2 separate regions of the Mus musculus genome follow, and region 2 is linked to region 1. The links are chromatin contacts, called in public promoter capture Hi-C maps. All regions are on one chromosome and are shown on one strand. Each heading gives the region's core, a stretch centred on a gene start, on an enhancer-like site or on the middle of the called end of the contact. The rest is flanking DNA. Distances are from core to core; before and after follow the strand shown.

Region 1 (7,236 bases), core at 1,007-3,506:
CACGCATCTAGAGAGCCTGCGGTGCAGTGTCAATGCATTCTGTTCAGCTTCATTTATCTTTTGGGACAATCTTCCAGTGACTGCAGCTGGGTGCACATCTCCAGCGCTTGCTCATGGCATTGCTTCAAAAAGGATGCTTTAAATGAACAGACTCCAGGGGGATGCTACAGGATAGATAGGAAACTGTTGCACGGTAAATGGTGTTAGAGTAGTGGAGTTTGGAATTAGAATGGAAGCAGTTGATGTATTTTACAAAGGACTACAAATTTCAAATTGCTGCATAAAAAAGGAAAAGAGAAAAAGAGTAACTAGAAGAAAAAAAATGAAAGGAGCACAGAAGCACCCCACTCCCCGCATTGCCCAGTACCAGCCTCTGTCTTCAGACCCCCTCTAGTCTGAGGTTCCCTTTCCAGACAATAGATCAAATGGGCTTCATTAAAATAACCCTCGGTATTCTTATTAAGCAGCATTTTGGGTCTACCTAAGCATATTGGAACTCCTTGAGGGCAAAGAGTTTGTCTTTTTCATTTTATGTTTGCCACAGTGCCTCGGATATAGAGATTTTAGTAAATGTTAATTTGTTGGCTGAAGAAGTTAGGCTTGACTGGTAAATCCCTGGAACCAAACCTCCAAGATCCTATTATTGGAGGCTCCTGGACCAATTCCTTGAAGGAGTTTTCCTTCCTGAGCTACATGAGCCTCACAATCCAATTTTTTCATAGCAGCGTGAGACTCCTTTCAGATGAGGGAACCCCAGATCAGTTTTCTATGAGTCAAATAGCTGTCCGACTGGGAGCATGACCTGACATTTAACGACTTTTTACTTAATTAACTATCACGCACTAATCAAGAAGGCCTAAACATCTGCTAGTAGAATCTGAGTTGCCTTTCTTAATGAGGAAAAGCTGAGTTCTTTCAACAAAGGTGGATCACTTGGTGGGTTTGGGGCTTGCCAGGTGTATCAAATGAAAAGATAAGGCCAATCAATATCCAGGAGAGTTTGAATGGCAAGCTTTCTTTTTTACTACATGTTGTGGTTCTGTGGGGCAGAAGAAATGAACAATATTATCAACTTTTTCTGCACTCATAATCCAAAGTTCATAGGTTGTTTGGCAATCTCAAGAAACTGAAACAGCCTTTGAGGATTTGTTTTTTATTTCACCAAGGAGCTAGACAGCAAACATTTTTACACAAGCTCACTAATTTTTCCTAGATCAAAGAGTTTTGAAACGGAAAGACTCTAAGAGAGCTAACTGTAGTCCCCAGTGGCTTGTAATAATCACTTAGTGACGTGTCTTAAAACTGTCAAGGAACAAGGCAGGAAATATAAATTAATAACAATGTGACAAAAATGTCCAAACACTGGGCTTGAAACCGTAAGAGGATCCAAAGAGCTGTTTTGTCAAAGGAAGGCAATTGGAAATTCATTGTAGTTGTGTGGTTTAGGAAGAAGGCAAAGGAACACAGTTTGCTTTGTTGAATTGCCTTAAGCTCCAAGGCATTTGCAGTCCTTAATGATTCTGACGAAACAAGGTCACAATTCAGGATCAGGAATTTTGAGGAAAAAGGCATCCTCTTTAACATTTCTGTGGTTGCTTTTGACATGCAAACTCCTAGCATTTACCCTGTTACCATCCCGAATCTCACAAACGATTTTGAATTTTAGGGTTATATGGTTCAAATCGAACACATTTGGGTTCACTCAGCTCAGGGAGACTGTCCGTTTTTCTCATCAAAGTACTTAAATTCATGGGTGGAGTCTGAATCAAAAAGCATTCAAATCGAACCGGCTCCCCCATTGTTTTGAACAGCCCCGTCTCTGAAACGCAAATATTCGCGTTTACTTGCTTAGAACTAACACGTTGGTCGTGTAAACTACCCTTTTCTGTTGAATGGAGTTAATTAAACTTTTCTAGACGCTCTGACATTCTAACATCGACATCACTGACCAGGTAGTAGACTCGTACTTTAGCGCTTGCCAAAAAAAAAAAAAAAAAAAAAAAAAAAAAAAGTAATCGACGGGCGTTTTTTGCCCTTCCGCCTTGCTCTTAAAAACTTGCTGGCTCTTGCCCCATAGGGAGCCCTTAACCCGGAGTTGCCTAGACAGGGTTGTCGCATGCGCTCTCTACAGTCATGTTTGTCGCAATGGACCTTGGGCGGAAGGTTACGTAAGAGCAAATGACTTTGATTACAGTCACTTGGTCGGTAGTCTTGTTACGCGCTACCTCCGCGGGGTACTTGATTATAACAGAAAGTAGTTCCGGCTTGTGTTGTTTCGGTCGAGGAGCCCTCGCCGCCATTTCAAGACAGTGAGAGGTAGATGTCTACCAAGAGTTCCTAAGATTCGAGTTCAGTATTCTGTGCCGCCCCCTGAGCCCTTCAAAACACTGATACGGCTGCTGCCTTTTTTCTGCTACTTCTAGAACCATTCTTGTCAGTAGTGGCGGCAGTAGAAGTCAATTACCCCTTGTTCTATCTCAAGAAGCTCCAGATGGCGTCTTCCGTGGGCAACGTGGCCGACAGTACAGGTACTAGTGTCCCATTCTACTCTGGCAGACGTCCCTTTGGGGTCTGGCGCCGTCTTGTATCTTTCATTACTTCCCTCTGACCATCCCCATTACATCAGTGGCATTACTGAGCTCTCGAGTTCTACTGCTATCTGATCGGGTTTGGTGCTGCCGTCCGTTCGTAAACATTCTCTAGTTGCTTGCTTGCATTTTGCTTGCTTTGGGGGCTTTTTCGTTGTTGCTTTATCCCATCAGTGTTGTAGCCTTCTCTCTCGGGACGAATCTATAGCACACGTGCGCGCTTAGTGTGTCTTGGAATGGGCTGCATTGGAATCTCTGCAATTTCTGTCTCCCGTCGCAACTGTTTTCTCCCTCAATTTCAGCCCGTCGCTCCCTCCCGTGCGCTTCCACCTCCTCCCCAAAGCCCCTTTCCCTTAGCCACATTTGGTCCTCCTTTGCCAGGCTAGGGCGGGGATGCTATTTCGGTGTAATCCTAGCCTCACTTTGCATCAGGCATGACTAGCGAAGGCTCCTCGGTGTGCTTCCAAGTAGCACCAAGAAGAGCTACTTGAGCCCGCACCCCGCCGGGGCAGCGCCTTGTGTTCTTGGGTTGAGCGGCCCCGATTTAGGTTGGAAATTTCCAGGGGTTCTCTTAGCCATCACCCAATTGCACCCGCTGCCCCAGTACGGAGTTTCCTACCCTGGTCAGCCCTCCCTGCTTGTTGCAACCACACCCTTCCTCTGCGAACGTGCCAGCCCGACAGTCGTTTCTTATCCTCAGGGAAGAAACCACCTCGGTGTGTTGCTTGGCGGCGACCACCCTGCCCGCCCTCCTAATTCTCTTTCTTTGTGTTACTTTCTCTATGTATTCCTCCGCCATGGCCTCTGGGTTTTCATCCCCATTCTTTAGCCCAGTATCTCTTTATCCATAGGGTGTGCATTATTATTTCTTTTTTAAGTTTCCATCCTTGCTTGAAGAGTTTGTAAAGCAACTGGAGTGTAGCTGCACAAGTGCAAAGCGGTTGCCTCTTTTCAACGATGCATCTCCAAGCCTTTGCTACAGAAAATAAGAAAACAACCAAATTGTAGGAGTGTCCTTCAACTGCCTTTCCAGATTGAGGCTGTTTGGGGCGGGAGGGGATGGGGAACCAGGCTGCAGCTCTAAGGTTCCCGAGAGGTTATTGTTTCTCAGTGTCTAGGTTTTAGTTGACGATTTTGAATATTGTGAGATAAATAGATGACTCTAAAATAGTATCTCATCCTTAATAGATGGGAATGGGATCAAGATTTCCACCTTTCTGTTTCCCCATCATGATTTTCAAAAATGTAAGATTCTGTCGTAGGTTTTTGTAAGAACTTGCTCTTTTCTGACTGTTAACTTTATTTGAAGAAATGGTCATTTCCAGTATTAAAAGAGCAGATATGTGACTTTGGAAAGTGATAGGTAATGTGCTAAATTTAGGAGCTAGAAAGTGCTACGTTCTTGTCTAACATGTAATTTTCTAGTTGATCTTCTAGCTCCAACCTCAGATTTGGACACAAATATTTTTGGTCTTTGTTTTTGTGGTTAGCTGTGCAGAAATTGCTCTGGTATGGGAAAGCCTGGCTCAAATTTGAGCTTGTCCCCATGACCTTGGTTAAAATTAAGTACCAGGTCTGTGGTTTCCCATTCTAATCTCTAGAGTGTTATCCTTGAATTCCTAATAATGAATTATTGTGGAGATAAATGTTTACAGCCGAGCCTTAGGCGAGCACCTGGATTTTGGCTTTTATTATGTTAACTAAATCAAGTCCTTCAGAACAAAAGCATTTTTTGTTATTTATTATATTTTATCCCGTGTTTTATATTATTGCAGCATTTAAAAGCTTTTCCAATTGTAGATTGTTGCCTGGTTATTGAATAGGGTTGTTTTTAATGTCTTAGTACTTCTGTGAGAGCCATGAACACAGCAGAAAATGTAAGGCAGCGTGGGTGGGATTTAGCTAATTTGGGCTCCTGAGTCCTCTCCAGAAGAGGAACAACGTTTGGGTTTTTTGTTTAAAATGTTTGGCGAACCCATTATGAAATGCTTTAGCCCTTGACTGCTAAGTCATCTTGTTTATCAGCTGCTTGCTTTAAAAGTAACTCTTTGGCTTTCAGCCGGTTTCTTTAGGCTGGCTCTTTTTAAAAAAGAAAGCTGTAAAACTCACAAACATCAATATAAAGAGTTAAAGAGACACCTGGTGTCCCCACCCACACCGAGAGAGTTAGAATACACTCCACCTTGAAATGTGAGATGAAGTATTGTTAAGCGATAGGTTATTCTGACAATAAATCCTTGTAACTTCTGCAGATTTCATGTTTAATGTTTTGTGTCAGTATACTAAGTTTAGTGATTTTAGTGAATCTTCCTATGATTTGTAAGAAAAAGTACAAAATGTAAGAAAGGAATCTTTTCTGGAAGTCAATATTACTATGGGGTTTAGAAAAGGAAGCATTAACAATGGGCAGATTTGAAAGAGATCAATTCTGTAGACTGGGTTTTAAATAAAATGCAGAACACTCTGGTGCTTTACATAGTTTCAAGCATTTTCATCTTTAAGTTTAATTTACCATATTTTTACATTTTTTGGTTTGCATTTCTAACTTTTGTTTTCCCCCCTCCTTCCCTCAAATGTTTTGATGATTCTCCAGAACCAACGAAACGTATGCTTTCCTTCCAAGGGTTAGCTGAGTTGGCACATCGAGAATATCAGGCAGGAGATTTTGAGGCAGCTGAGAGACACTGCATGCAGCTCTGGAGACAAGAGCCTGACAATACTGGTGTTCTTTTATTACTTTCATCTATACACTTCCAGTGTCGAAGGCTGGACAGGTAGGAGATGCCGGGGTAACCTGCCTCTTGGTGCTGAGCTTAAAAATGCTAATTAAATATCTGAACTTCAGAGTTTTCCAGTGCTGGGTTTCATCTGAGCCACCAACGCAACATGTGCGCTCTTGTTCACTTTTGACATGCCTGGTTGCTAGTTTTCCCCCGTTTTGCGGGGGTGAACATATCATCAGTATGACTAGGGTCTTTTCCCCCAGATTTTGTCACTTGAGGATATTCTTTTCAGGTAATTATTCTTAGTGTACATCTGAGCATCCAGACCTGTCAGCTTGAGGGACTCTGGTAGGAGGGGCATATGTAGCTCAGATTGGAAATACCCTTATTAAATTGTTGTTGCTTTTAGCTAATTAATTGAATTAATGAAAAGAGAAGAATTTGTGCTATGGATATCTTAGTAAATTATCATTTTGGCACATTTAACATGAAGATGTGTGTTTTTAAATCTTTTTTTTTTCTGAAACAGGGTTGTGTCTTTAAATCTTGCCAACAAATGGAAAATGAGACTCATATGCTTTTTATTTTTAATCTTAATGATGTTATACAATGTGGCAGTTTGGTAGTAGATTTTAATAAGAATTTTCATACATAAGAACCAGCTTTCTTATATGAAATGTGGATACTGTAACCTTAGGAAAGTTTTAGTTTTCAAACTTTTTTCTGCTGTTTGCTAGTTAAAGGATAATGTTCCATAGCACAAGATTTTCCATTGCATATGAGCCATGCCTCCTTTTCTCTGACATGCATATCCATGCATCAACACTTTTTATTTTTCCAGATCTGCTCATTTTAGCACCTTGGCAATTAAACAGAATCCCCTTCTAGCAGAAGCCTATTCGAATTTGGGAAATGTGTACAAGGAAAGAGGGCAGTTGCAGGAAGCAATCGAGCATTATCGACATGCCTTGCGGCTGAAGCCTGATTTCATTGATGGTTATATTAACCTGGCAGCAGCCTTGGTAGCAGCAGGTGACATGGAAGGAGCAGTACAAGCCTATGTCTCTGCTCTTCAGTACAATCCTGTAAGTAAACGTTTATTAGTTGCTTTCCTTTCACAGCACTCCAGAAAACAAACAAGCATCGTTTGATACTTCAGATAATAGGGGTTTTTTTCATGAAAGTCAAGAGTTGAGAGAGATGTTTATATACTTGAAATGATGAAATAGCTTTGACTTAGTCTGCATGACATCAAAAAAAAATCGATTCTATTTAGGAAGTTAAAAAGCATAAAAATGCCGGGCGGTGGTGGCGCATGCCTTTAATCCCAGCACTTGGGAGGCAGAGGCAAGCGGATTTCTGAGTTCAAGGCCAGCCTGGTCTACAAAGTGAGTTCCAGGACAGCCAAGGCTACACAGAGAAACCCTGTCTCGAAAAAACAAAACAAAACAAAAGCATAAAAATTATCCTTACCAAAAAGTCTGACCAGTTATTTCTAATGCTAATTAAAACTTAACACACGTGATTTTTTTTTTTTTTTAAAGATTTATTTATTATTTTATGTAAGTACACTGTAGCTGTCTTCAGACACACCAGAAGAGGGAGTCAGATCTTGTTATGGATGGTTGTGAGCCACCATGTGGTTGCTGGGATTTGAACTCTGGACCTTTGGAAGAGCAGTCAGGTGCTCCTACCCACTGAGCCATCTCACCAGCCCGTGATTTTTTTTTTAAGATTTATTTTATATCTAAGGACACTGTAGCTGTCTTCAGACACACCAGAAGAGGGCGTCAGGTCTTATTACAGATGGTTGTGAGCCACCATGTGGTTTCTGGGATTTGAACTCAGGACCTTCAGAAGAACAGTCGGTGTTCTTACCCGCCGAGCCATCTATCTCTCCAGCCCCATACGTGATGGGTTTGTGT
Region 2 (6,405 bases), core at 2,526-5,025, 1.0 Mb after region 1:
TGATCAAGAAAGGAGGGAATCTGTAAATATATATTTGTGTATAATTCTATTTACAATATAGATTAAGGAAGTTAGTTAAACCCATTTCTTATTTCCATCTGCTATTCTTATTGGTTTTCTGATTTTATGAAAGAGAAGCAAAAACGAGAGTTGGAAGAAAGGGTATATAAATGACTAACAATGCTTTGGGGGAAATCCACACAGTAATGGCAAGTTGGCAGCAGGTAGAAATTTAATCTGTGGATGTATTGGACTTAATCTATGTTCACTTACTAGTTTTACATCGGTTATTATCTCAGCACATTATCAGAATCACCTAGGTAATTTGAAAAAGACCAGTGCTCATGGATATAATTTTTAAATTCTTACTTAAACTGTTTTAAAGTGAGGTCTATCCAGTTAGGATATCGATGAAAAGCTTTCCAAGTAATTCCAATGAATGATGGAACAACAGATTTATTCTTATAATACTGAAAATTTTTGATCAAATTATATCAGGCACATAACTGAAGTTATTCTGATATTAATGTATAGCAAATCAAAACAAGGAACAAACAACTGAGATCAAAACAGCAAAACATTCAGGATAGGATATCGGACTAGAGAGGTTTTCTTAAAAAAAAATACACTCTATGTCTTCCAAATTTCTATTATGGCATTATTTCTATAAAAGTCTGTACTTGCTTCACTAGAGCAAAAACTCTTTTGTATCTCTCAGTAATGGCTTGAAGGAATTCCAAATGGCTACTGATGCTGAAGATAATACAGTGAGACTTGTCCCACTCCCAAGAACAACTTCTGAATATGTTGCTGCTTTTAAAAATAACCAGATCCCAATAACCTGATTTGTAAATCAGAAGTGGAGCTCAGATTTCTTAAGTTCAAGGAAGACGATAGGAGAAACAGCTGCTGTGGTAAGGCTCCTTCTCACTAATGGGAAAAGATCTACGTATACTTACAACTAGCATAGTACTTTATCATTAAAGGTCTTGTGTAATTCAAATGATGCCAAATGATTGCCTTTTTAAACACTTAAGATGAAGTAGTTCCTTTCTGTTCAGAAGTTCTAGAAAGGATACTAATTTATTGAGGGGAAGGTGCCTTAAAAGTTGGCTTAAAGTCATCTGCTGACTCTGACCTCAATTTGACCCCAGGCAACAGGCTCTCTAAAATTGTGGTCATAGTTATAAAGATCAACGAAGTCATTATTTTTGTCTAATGAAGAAAACCTGTTGATCTGTCAGGTCCACTCATACAGATACCACAATTATTTTCAAAAGAGAGAGGGGGGAGATAAAATAGTACACTTTGGGGAGGGAGGGAGGGAGGGAGGGAGAGAGAGAGAGAGAGAGAGAGAGAGAGAGAGAGAGAGAGAGAGAGAGAGAGAAATAAAATAATACACATTTGCTCCCAAATATTCCTTGCAATGAAAATAAAATGGTAGAACCTGAAAATACACTTAGAGAATTATTAATCTTGGGAAATATATCCAAGTAGGATTTTCAAAAGTAAAGTAATAAATAGTCTGAGCCCTCTTCCCTGAATTATAGTTTTCAAGTTTCCACCACAATAACCAAACCAGAGCAGACCACATCAGACCAAACCAAACCCACTGCAGATACAATAGTAGGAAAACCTTATAGAATGCAATTTGAGCAAGGTGGCACAAGGGCTATTTTTCCTTCAATTCCTGCTCCCCCATTACACCCACACAGAGCCCCACATCTCTGTATAGTTTTGTTTTGATTACCTGCTCCAGTTCATAGGCCTTTGCCTTGTCCTCATCACGGTCAGCATTTTTGCGATATGCCAGGCCCAAACCCCACACAGCCAGGATACTGTACACATTATCTCGGACCCAGGCATCTTTTTGATCATAGCTGGCTGGAAGCAAGCCTGTCACTGGATTCTGCAAGATCAATTAAGAGAGAGAGAGGACAGGCAACTAACCTCAGAATGTTAAAGGGAACAAAATCTAGGGAATATTTTACTTAGAAACTTTAGTCTTTCTCCTACTTCCCCATTCTCAAATTTTCGACCTTTCTTCTCTTTTAACCAGTTGCAGGTAGATACTATCCCCCAGCTTTACTGAGTTATAACTGACAATAAAAGCTGTACATATTTACTGTATACAACATGACGATTTGATACATACATGAATGTACTGTGAAATGACAATCAAGTTAATACATCTATTACCTCACTTTTTGATAGGAGGGATCTCCTCTCTCAGCAAGTTTCAACTATATATATATATATAATAAAGTAGTATGGACTAGTCAGTGTGCTGCTACTGCTGCTAATCAGCATTGCAGAACATATTTATATGAGATGAGAAAGTTTCTTCTATTTCCATGCACTATCTTAAGAATAAGGAAAGAGCTGGCTGAAAGCTTACAAGTCCAAAACACAGGTATTATTAAAATAAAGGCATTATTAGGGGTATTATCAAATGTAGTACTAAGGATGCCACTAAGTGCATTTTAAAAGAAAAATAAATATAAAAGTTAAATTCAACTAGCAACGAAAAGTCTGAAGTAAAGGAGTAGGAAAGAAATCTAGAAATATATACAGCCAGGTGCAGTGCCTTATAGCCTATAATTCTCCAGACTGACGCTCCTTCGAGGCCAGCTACATAGTGAGTTTCAGGCCATCGTGGGCTACAAAGACAGACTTGGTTTCAAAAACCAACAACTCCAAAGAGCACATATAAACCAGGTGCAGTGGCGCATACCTGTTACCCCAGCAATGGGGAGATGAAGCTCGAGGATGGGGAGTTTGAGGTCAGCATGGGCTACAAGGTAAAATCCTCTCAACAAAGGAAGAAATAAAACAACAACGGCTTAGGAAACAAACAAAAAAACCCACTGGCTTGTGGTCTGTTGTCCAAACTGTGAAGGCTATGGCAGGAAAATCCCAAGTTCAAGGCCAGCCTGAGCCACTGTGCAAAACTGTTTAAAAGTATGTACAAAGTGCCTTGACCTTCACAGTAGTCTAAGGTCTCTTAGGATGCTCTATGTTCTCATACATCTTTGGGGAAGTGGAGTGGAAGTAGATGGCCCAAACCTGGGGTGAGGGCAATAAAAAAGTGTTATTTCTTGAAACTCTGTCCCTGGAATCCTGCCATAGTTGGGAGGGTGGGGAGTTGGGGGAAGGGGTGGCATTCTGTCTGAGCTCAGAAACCATCACTCTGGAATCACTGCAGAGGGGTCGAGGGTGGGGGATTGTGATTCTCCATGCCACACTTTGATTTTACTCCAAGTTCAACATGCAACTTTCCTTCGGGATCCTTTAAGGTCTCTCCAGAGACAAATGCGTTCAGGGTTCACCCAGAGTCAGTGTCCGGAGCTCACACTTCACCCTTACCTACACTTACCTGATGGCACAGGATGGTCTGATGCACCAGCCGAGCATAGCCGTCCAGGCGGACTCCCGAGTTACTGCGGCTCCTCATGGTGCCACGTCCCTAATCCCCCACTGCACACACGGGAAGCTCGGACGCCAGGCCTACGGAAACCTTCTAAACGCTCCCTTGCTCGTGTGGCCAATGGTTCCCGCGCGTCACCTGGTTCCGGCGGCCTCAGAGTCCACTTCAGGCCGCGGCTCAGCCTCCCGCGGTCTAGGCTTCGGCCGGCAAAGACCCCGTCTCCACTCAGTCTCCCGTGGTCCCCGGGTGGCGCACCGGCATCCTCCGCTTGACTGAAGGAGACCGGGGCGGCCCTGAGACTGAAGGCCGGCGACAGCAGCGGGTCAGCGCCCCGGGTGCCGCCTCCCTTGGCGAGCGTGCGGGGGCGGGGCGTGGGTCCTGCAGCTGCGCGCTACGCCCACGGGCCAGTAGCCCGCCACCCTCCGCCCAGAATGTGTCGCCCGAGGCGCTGTGCTCTCCCCGCCCCCCCGGGGGAGTTATTTTCGAAACACTACAAGTGACTATTTTAATTTTGCACGGTTGTGCGCACAGGCTGTTGCTCTTACTTCTGAAGGACTAGTTTTAGGAACCCTCAGGAACTCTTCAAAACTGAGAGACTGGGACTGAACGATTCCATTTCCGGATCTTCAGGAGCAAAAAGTCGGATTAAGCGCCACACTCTGAAACCAACCAACCAACCAACCAACCAAATAAACACACAAACAAAAACCCCCAGCTCCCTAAGGAGTTCTTTAGCTCCTCCTTAAAGATGCGCGAATCCGCAGCGGTTAGGGAGCTTTGAGGAAGCAAGTGTCAGGCAGGCTGAGAGCAGAATAGGGAGCCAAGCAGTGGCTGAGGGTGCTCTTGATGGGACAGCTGACAGTGGGAGTTATCTGCTTTGGAAAGCTTCCTCGTAAAGTATAGGTGACTAGGCCCAAAGAACAAACATTCAGCTGAAATTAAAGTGACTGAGGAGGGCTGGGGAAGAAGGCTGCCGAGGATACAGTGAGGAGCTTGAGGAATCTGCCTCTGGCAGGCGGTCCCCAAAGGGCTTATGCTTCCGAGCTCTACTGTCCCAACCCCTAACCTTTACTCATAGCCCTCCCAAACTTCTTCTGGGCTCAGCAGGAGTACCACCTGCTTTCTGATTTGCCGGGTAAGAGAATAAGACTGTCTCTTGACCTTTCAAGTTCTAAATCTAAGCCTTCCTTGGCCACCTCACTCTGCCCACAGTGATTTTGCATTTTCGTTCTATTTTTTTTTTCCTCTCCTAAGTTTCTTCTCTTCTTACAAGCTGCCTCTGCGCCACTGCCACCTTTGTCTCTGCTGCAGCTTCTTCCTCAGGCAGTATAGCGTATAGTCAGGCACCTTGGAAGGTGACTAGTGAATATCTGATAATGGTGATGAAAGGTGAGTGCTCAAGTGCTCAGGTTGAACAGCCAGTCAATGATGCAGTTCAACACAGTGGCACGGACTTCTCCAGCAAATAGTTTCCCATTGCAGTCACAACCTACGCAAATGCGATGGCTGGCCAGTACAGCACTTCATGTCCTTAGTACACTGGGAAAGGGAGTTCGGTTTGGAGAGAACACCCTCCTGCCTATGCCCCTAACTCCCTGATATCTTGCCCTCACTCAGACTATAGGCTCAGAAACCTTTTTCTCTACCCTGGTCCCCTTCAAGTGTCTGTCGTCTAGTTTTTCTTCACCTTGATATTTAAGCACATTTTCAAACATTAAAGTAGTATATGATCATTAAAGAAAAATTGCAAAATACAAAAAGGTGAAATAAAATATTGAAATCATAATTCCCCACACCACTATCTTCTTTCTACTCTTTATATTCCTTATGCATAGACCTCCCTTCACCTCATGATAGCATGACTGGATTAGGAATGGCAGAGGTGTGGCATCACTAAGAATGATAGCTAGCTGGCTATCAGCAGACCCTGTTGGCTGGCATTGCCCTGGTGCTTTTATCCTTGGTCCAATTTAGACTTTCAGTCTTGTAGTCTTAGAAACTTGATCTGCTCAGTGTCCCAGAACCAGTAAGACCCAGGAGGCTGACTCATGCTGACTACCTCACAAGAGCTTGGTGCATGAAAACCAGGATGCTGTTTGATATTGAGAAACAAAACTGTAACAGCTTATGTTAACCCGAACACTACATTTTCTCCCTTTAATAAGTTGGAATTTTTATTATATACCTTATATAATGGCCCTGTTAAGTAGATAAACTTCTGATTAATATATATTAGTTGTACAAAATAGGGGGTTTCATTGAAATGTATTAATAATTAAACCTATCTTAGAGGTGGAGAAATGAAGACACATAAAAATTAACTAGTTGGAAGTGTGATCTTCCATGTTGGTTTCGTTGACTCCTTTTATATATGTTTCCAGGTCTCACAGGCACTTATTTTTTAGATATATCTAATTATAAATCAAATTATAGTTGTCAGTCTGAAGTCATTGCTTCTTTTTAAAATCATCAACATGTAAAAGTTGTACATATTTATGGGATACTGTGTGATGTTTTTGATGCATGTCCATGTTGTATAGTGTTCAAAATAATATGAAAGTTAACTCTTCCTAAGAGTTTCAATATTACAAATAAAGTTAAATCCAGTTCTCTCTGTTTAATATCTTCTACCATAGTCTTCTTTGTTCCCCTTCTGAAAGTAGCCACCATTATTGGATTGATTTGTATCCTTTCAAGTTGATTCTTAATATATTTATTTGGAAATATGCATATAAAATGTACTATTGCTTTGTTTGTATTTTTAAAATTTTGCTATTTCTTTATTTTGTGTGTTTGTATTTGTACACATGCATCTGTACATGTGCATCTTGTGTGTGTGTGTGTGTGTAAGAGAGAGATGAAAGAGAGACAGAGAGAGAGAGAGAGAGAGAGAGAGAGAGAGAGAGAGAAGAGAGAGAAAAAAATAAACCAGAGGTTGAAGGTGGCTGTCCTTTTCTTTCACTTGCCACCTTATGTAT

Evidence for each region. Capture Hi-C pulls out chosen DNA fragments and counts their contacts.
Region 2: a promoter capture Hi-C map of adipose tissue shows a contact between it and region 1. The contact joins the promoter of Phka1 here to the promoter of Ogt in region 1. A contact is called at or near these places in 1 of 39 promoter capture datasets (pre-B cells) and 1 of 9 other capture datasets (adipose tissue).

Annotation. Positions count from the first base shown.
Region 1 is chrX:101,637,795-101,645,030 of GRCm38.p6, forward strand. Ogt (O-linked N-acetylglucosamine (GlcNAc) transferase (UDP-N-acetylglucosamine:polypeptide-N-acetylglucosaminyl transferase)) reads left to right here and starts at 2,257. Exons shown (of 22, transcript NM_139144.4): 1 at 2,257-2,528; 2 at 5,182-5,362; 3 at 6,153-6,396. The coding sequence starts at 2,492.
Region 2 is chrX:102,640,471-102,646,875 of GRCm38.p6, forward strand. Phka1 (phosphorylase kinase alpha 1) reads right to left here and starts at 3,776. Exons shown (of 33, transcript NM_008832.2): 1 at 3,377-3,776; 2 at 1,751-1,909. The coding sequence starts at 3,454.